Regions from separate parts of the Mus musculus genome. Here region 2 is linked to region 1. The links are chromatin contacts, called in public promoter capture Hi-C maps. All regions are on one chromosome and are shown on one strand. The core of a region is the stretch at or near the end of the contact, and the rest is flanking DNA. Distances in the headings are between cores, read along the strand shown. Region 1 holds the start of Mzf1 (myeloid zinc finger 1). Region 2 holds the start of Zfp719 (zinc finger protein 719).

What was found. Promoter capture Hi-C pulls out the DNA fragments that hold promoters and counts their contacts.
Region 2: a contact with region 1 is called in a promoter capture Hi-C map of second pharyngeal arch cranial neural crest. The contact joins the promoter of Zfp719 here to the promoter of Mzf1 in region 1. A contact is called at or near these places in 3 of 39 promoter capture datasets (cranial neural crest, maxillary cranial neural crest and second pharyngeal arch cranial neural crest).

The regions. Positions count from the first base shown.
Region 1 is chr7:13,053,510-13,056,209 of GRCm38.p6, reverse strand. It overlaps Mzf1 (myeloid zinc finger 1), which reads left to right and starts at 1,446. Exons shown (of 6, transcript NM_145819.2): 1 at 1,446-1,729.
Region 2 is chr7:43,578,152-43,580,851 of GRCm38.p6, reverse strand. It overlaps Zfp719 (zinc finger protein 719), which reads right to left and starts at 1,266. Exons shown (of 4, transcript NM_172482.1): 1 at 1,086-1,266.

The DNA of each region.
Region 1 (2,700 bases), core at 197-2,696:
GAGAGAGAGAGAGAGAGAAAGGGAACCCAGAGGACAGATAGACATTCAGAAAGTAGAAGTGGGGGAGGACATTCAATGTGAAGGTTTCTTGGGACAGAGAGAGAGATTTGCGGTGGAACTTCAGCTGAGAAAGAAGGTCACCTGGGTGCTTTTTCTACCTCTCTGAGCTAGGTTTTCACCCCAGCATCTGGCTTCCACTACCTCAAGGAAAACAGAAAGGTAGCAAAAGGTAGTTTCAGGAAGATGCAACAAATGAATCTAAATGAATCTGAAATAAAACAAAAGGTTAGGTGTAGGGATAAAGAGATATTTAGCTACCTTCCAGGTGATGGCTGGGCAGAACTCATTTGCAACCTGTCAGCTTCTTTTTTTGTTTGTTTGTTTGTTTTGTTTTGTTTTGTTTTCCAAGACAGGATTTCTCTGTATAGCCCTGGCTGTCCTGGAACTCACTCTGTAGACCAGGCTGGCCTCGAACTCAGAAATCCGCCTTCCTCTGCCTCTCAAGTGCTGGGATTAAAGGTGTGCGCCACCACGCCCGGCTACCTGTCAGCTTCTTGTAAGTCAATTTCTACCAGAATAGTGTTACGACTTCAATCACAGATTTAAAAAATGGGGGAGGAGAGGTAATGTTTAAGTAGTCAGGTGTCGCAATATTGTTTGGTAAATGATGCTAGGAAACTAGAGGACTGGTCCCCGTCCTCTTTCTGGTGTGTTGTCATTTTTTGTGTGAGTTTTCTCTGAAAATGTTTCCCCCACACGCACATCTAATTTTTTGTTGCCATCCCTCAGTCTTTGAAACCTATCAGTCCGTTTTACCGTATCTCTATTAACATCTTTACTATATCTCTAATTTCTCCCCACTTACCTTTGTACTCTGGGTTGGCCCCTAGAGTTTCGATGTCTCACTTTCCTAATCCCAATCCCTTTCTGCTTCTCTCTTCTTCCTAAATTTTCTGACATGACTCAGGTTCTAACTCTGATTCTAATGACTAACCCTCCCCCCTTTTCATTCATACCTATGTGTGTTCACTTATATTCAGTCTCTCCTAGCATCCAGTCTCCCCCTCACAATTTTCCCACCCCTCTCATCCTCTCCCCCGACTCTGTATGGGGCTATCTCTGCCTTCCTGTATAGACATCTCGTTGGGTATTTGTGTCCCTGTCCCTTCCCCTTGGCTTCGCCACAGATCCTGACCTTTCTTAAACCAAGTAGTGCGGTCGTTACCTAGGATACCACCAGGTTTGGTCCCTTAGTTACCATGGAGTCCCGCTCACTCCTACCCACCGCGCAGAAATACAAAAGAGATCCGGTGGTGCTGCGTTTGCGCACCCACACAGCACCCTCCAAACTACGACTCCCAGAAAGCATTTTGCTAAGCCTTTCTTTCAGTGGTTCCGCAGGTAGCCCAGCGGACGCTCTTTTTCGAACCCGTCGTTGCCATGGAGACGGGGAGACGGCGTCCTAGTGAGAGCGGTGATTGGTGCAGAACCCTGCAAATCCCTGGAAGGCCGGTAGAGAACTGACATTTAAAAAAAAAAAAAAAAAAAAAAAGTGGTGGGGGCATGCGCAGTCTGGAAGGTGGTGCTTGAATCCGTTGCCCCCCGAGAGGATTGTGCACGTCGTCGGGGCCCTGACGCCTGAATTCGTGGCCGGGAGTGTGGGAAGAGACGTCCAGGAGTGCGAGCTGATTATTGCAACCAGCGCAATCCCCTAGGGACGGGAAGAAGGGTAGAAACGGAGGCTGGGGTGGGGGAAGGGCAGAAGGGCTTGGAGCTGCGCGCAAAGCAGTCTGGGATATGTAGTTTGATATGGAGCAAGCGAACGAGAGTGCGCATGTTCACGAGGGCACAGCCTCCCTCGGAGCATTGAAGGAAGGCTGGGAGTCCCTTCACCTCAAGGCCTAGGGAGGAGTCTGGGTAGAGTGGACTCTGGGATTCCAGCTGTCTAGCTAGACCCGGAGCGCCGGTAGGGGGTCCAGGAACTCCCAGCAAACCGGCCCTGTGCTGACGCGCTACCGCGCTGATCGCCACAGGTGCCACGGCGACCGGACACATTGGCACCCTAAAGCGAGGATGCTCACTTAGACTTCTGGGAAATGTATTTCCGGAACCTCTTCTTGCTTTATGGCTGTTCCAAGTTTCTCTCAGGGTTTCGAGTTGACTTAGCACCCTAAAGAGCAGAGGTGTAACCCACAGAAATCAAGCTGCCTCTAAGCTGATGCCACTGCAATAGTAAATTTAGATTTTCACAAAGTCCCAGTTGCAGAAAGTATCATGGGAGAAGTCAGTCCTTTTTACAAGTGAGGAAACTATAGCTGACATAGGCACAGCAAAAGTAGTACCCTTGCAGACTGTTGGTCTAATGAGTTGAGAGCCTTTAAGGGTACCCAGAAGTCCCAGTCACCTCCCAACCAACTAAACTAGAGAGCTGAAGACTTGTATCGCTGTTGGATGTGATGAGTTGGCTTCTGGTATTGGAGATATATGGAAACCTGTTGGCCTGAGAGAAGCTGAGATGGGGGATTGGGTGGAGTAGGGCTGTCCCCTTGATACCACATTGGGAAAGGAATGTTGGGGCCTGAGAGAGAGGCCAAGTCCAAGACTGGGTAGAAAACATTAAGGGACTTGTTTGTTCCACCGCAAAAGGCTGTCCACAGGGACTCTTATTGGGAGTCCAGGAGGAGGCAGCAGTGGTACTGA
Region 2 (2,700 bases), core at 17-2,516, about 31 Mb before region 1:
TAGCTGGGAGGCCAGAAGGGAACACGGATCCCCTGGAATCGTCCCACCAGGCAGTTCCAAGGCACCATGTGGTGTGGGTGCTGGGAACCCAACACTGCTGACCCACATCTCCACTCTCCTGCCTTTCCTCCTCACTGGTCTCTTCAGTAGGCAGACTGGATGAGGCTGGCCCTTGCCTGTTTGGATGCAGGAACCCAGGCTTCTGCCTTACAATCTTTTTACAGCAGCACCTTTCTGCGTAACTGCCAATTACCAATCCTTGCCAAATTCACAGATCCCAGGCACAAGTCAAACCTCCGATCAGACCTCACATCAGCAAAGGACTGCAGTATTTATGTAAACTTTCAATTGTAACTGAAATGACTAGTTTTTTCTTAAATCTTTCTTCTGTCTTCAGTTGCATACGGGGGAAAGGAAATATCCAGAACACCTAAGGGCAGCCCCAAGGCTATGTCCCCGCTTAGATAACTGTGACCACATTAAATATACCTAAACACATCTCCTGGCTTCTAGGCAGTGCCTTCTATTGCTAATACTGCTTAGGCTGACAGAGATGGAGGGCACTGGGTCTCCAGTTTGGACCAAACGTAAATAAATTCATTTCCCCGTTTTCTCTTACTCTTTGGAGTTTATCTCCTCTCGAAGGCCAGTGTTTGACCAGGAGCCAGGGCTCCAGTTACCAGCTACTCAAACAGCCCAGAAAGCGACGCGGTCGCCCTCACAAAGCACCCTACACTGGCCTCAAGCTCCATCGCCTGACTCCTAAGCCAATCACAGACTGAGCGGATCACAAGCCATCTCAAGGTCCTCGCCCTGAAGCTCCCGGATGCTGCAGCGCCCACTCACTGAGTCCTGCCCCGAATGCCCTCACATGGTAATTTTCACGGACGACGGTGGGAAATCCCACAGGACAGCATACTGGGAAGTGACAAAATACAGACGCGGAAAACCCGCAGGAACAGAATGAAAGAGAACCGAACGACCCCCACTTTATCCACCTCATCCCCCCCTGGGGCCGATTCAACCATCACTCAGCACAAACCGGCGCTCAGCAGCACAGCGTCCTCTGCTCCACATCCACTCACCTCACATTACACCTTAGAGAAGCTCTGCACACGGCACGCCAGGACTGCGAGACTTCCGCCCACAGACACCCACAATTCCATGGGTTCGGATTCCAAACACCCACGCTACCCTGGCAACGACAGGAGAGGCGAACTACTTTAAGATCTGAGCGGATGTGATCACTCTAGGCCACTTCCGATTTGAATAAGGGTTCCCTCAGTTCACTACCACGTAGCCCTGGGTGGCGCGCATGCGCACCACCACTGGCGGAAGTCTGTCTTGCCAGTACTTATTATGGCTCATCTGGTGGTTTCTGATTTTTTTTTTTTTTTTTTTAACTTCTTCCTAGAAAGTGCCATGGCTGAACCCACACTCCCGTGACACAGAGGCAAGCATCAAAGCGCAACGGTTCCATACAGCCGACAAGAATGTGATAGGTGAAAGTCCAAGGCTGTCTCACATGCTTAGGGGATTTATTAACGTCTTGTATGTGTATATAATTCTAAGACACTGTAACATTACATCTTCCTAAATGTACCTTTTTTTCCCCTGTATTTTATTAGATTTACTTTATGTATTTTTGCCTGCATGTTGAGTTTATAGCATCCAGGACAGCTGCAAGAGCAACAAGTGCTTTTAATCTGTTTCTCTTTTTCTTCAACTTTCTCTTGATTTTCACCAGAATTGAAAGAAGTTCTTATTTTTGAGATGACCTCACTATATTGGTCTGACTGGCTTGGAACCGGACATGAAGGTCATTCTGGCCTTGGACTCTCAGACATCTCATGGCCTCTGTTTCCCGAGTGCTGGGATTAAAGATGTGTATCACCACACTGGCCTTTTCTAATTTTTCAAAAATTGAAAACTATGTGGGGTTATTAGGAAACAGGAGGTAAGTCATATGGAACACCAACGGTGAGAAACTGAGATAAGCCATCATTTACGTCATACTGAGGCATCTCACGGTTCCCAGAGGATAGAAACCTGTTCTTACTTAGAAGTAAAATGTCTTCTAAATCGCATAATAGAAATAATGTAGAACTAGGTGGGCAGTGGAAATAATGATAAACAGGGACACTAGTCAAATGGGAAAAACACCTAGCACTGTAGTGAATAAATTAGTAGACCTAATGTACATTATAAGAATAAAGTATAAAATTGTGTGAGTTATCTCCATATTAAACACATTCTAGCCCTGGACAGTCTAGAACAGTGGTTCTCAACCTGTGGGTTATGACCCCTTTGACAAACCTCTATCTCCAAAAATATTTACATCATGATTCATAACAGTAGCAAAATTACAGTTATGAAGTAGCAATGAAAAATATTAGAAAGGTTGAGAACCACTGGTCTGGAACTATGTAGACCAGGCTGGCCTTGAAGTTACTCTGATCTTGTCTATACCAGGGAAGTTCTAGGATTACAACAATGTGCAATCATGCCCAGTTCACACATAGTCTAGAGCTTCCCACTGAGAACAGACTACAGGAATAATGATTTAGGAAACAGTTTCATCATCAAAGATACACCTCAGGAGTCCCAAAAGAGTGGACTCAGCCATCCATCACCACAGAGCAAAATTATGATAAGTTAGGCACCAACGTGTTCTTCCGGAATTTCTTTTTGTTTTGTTTT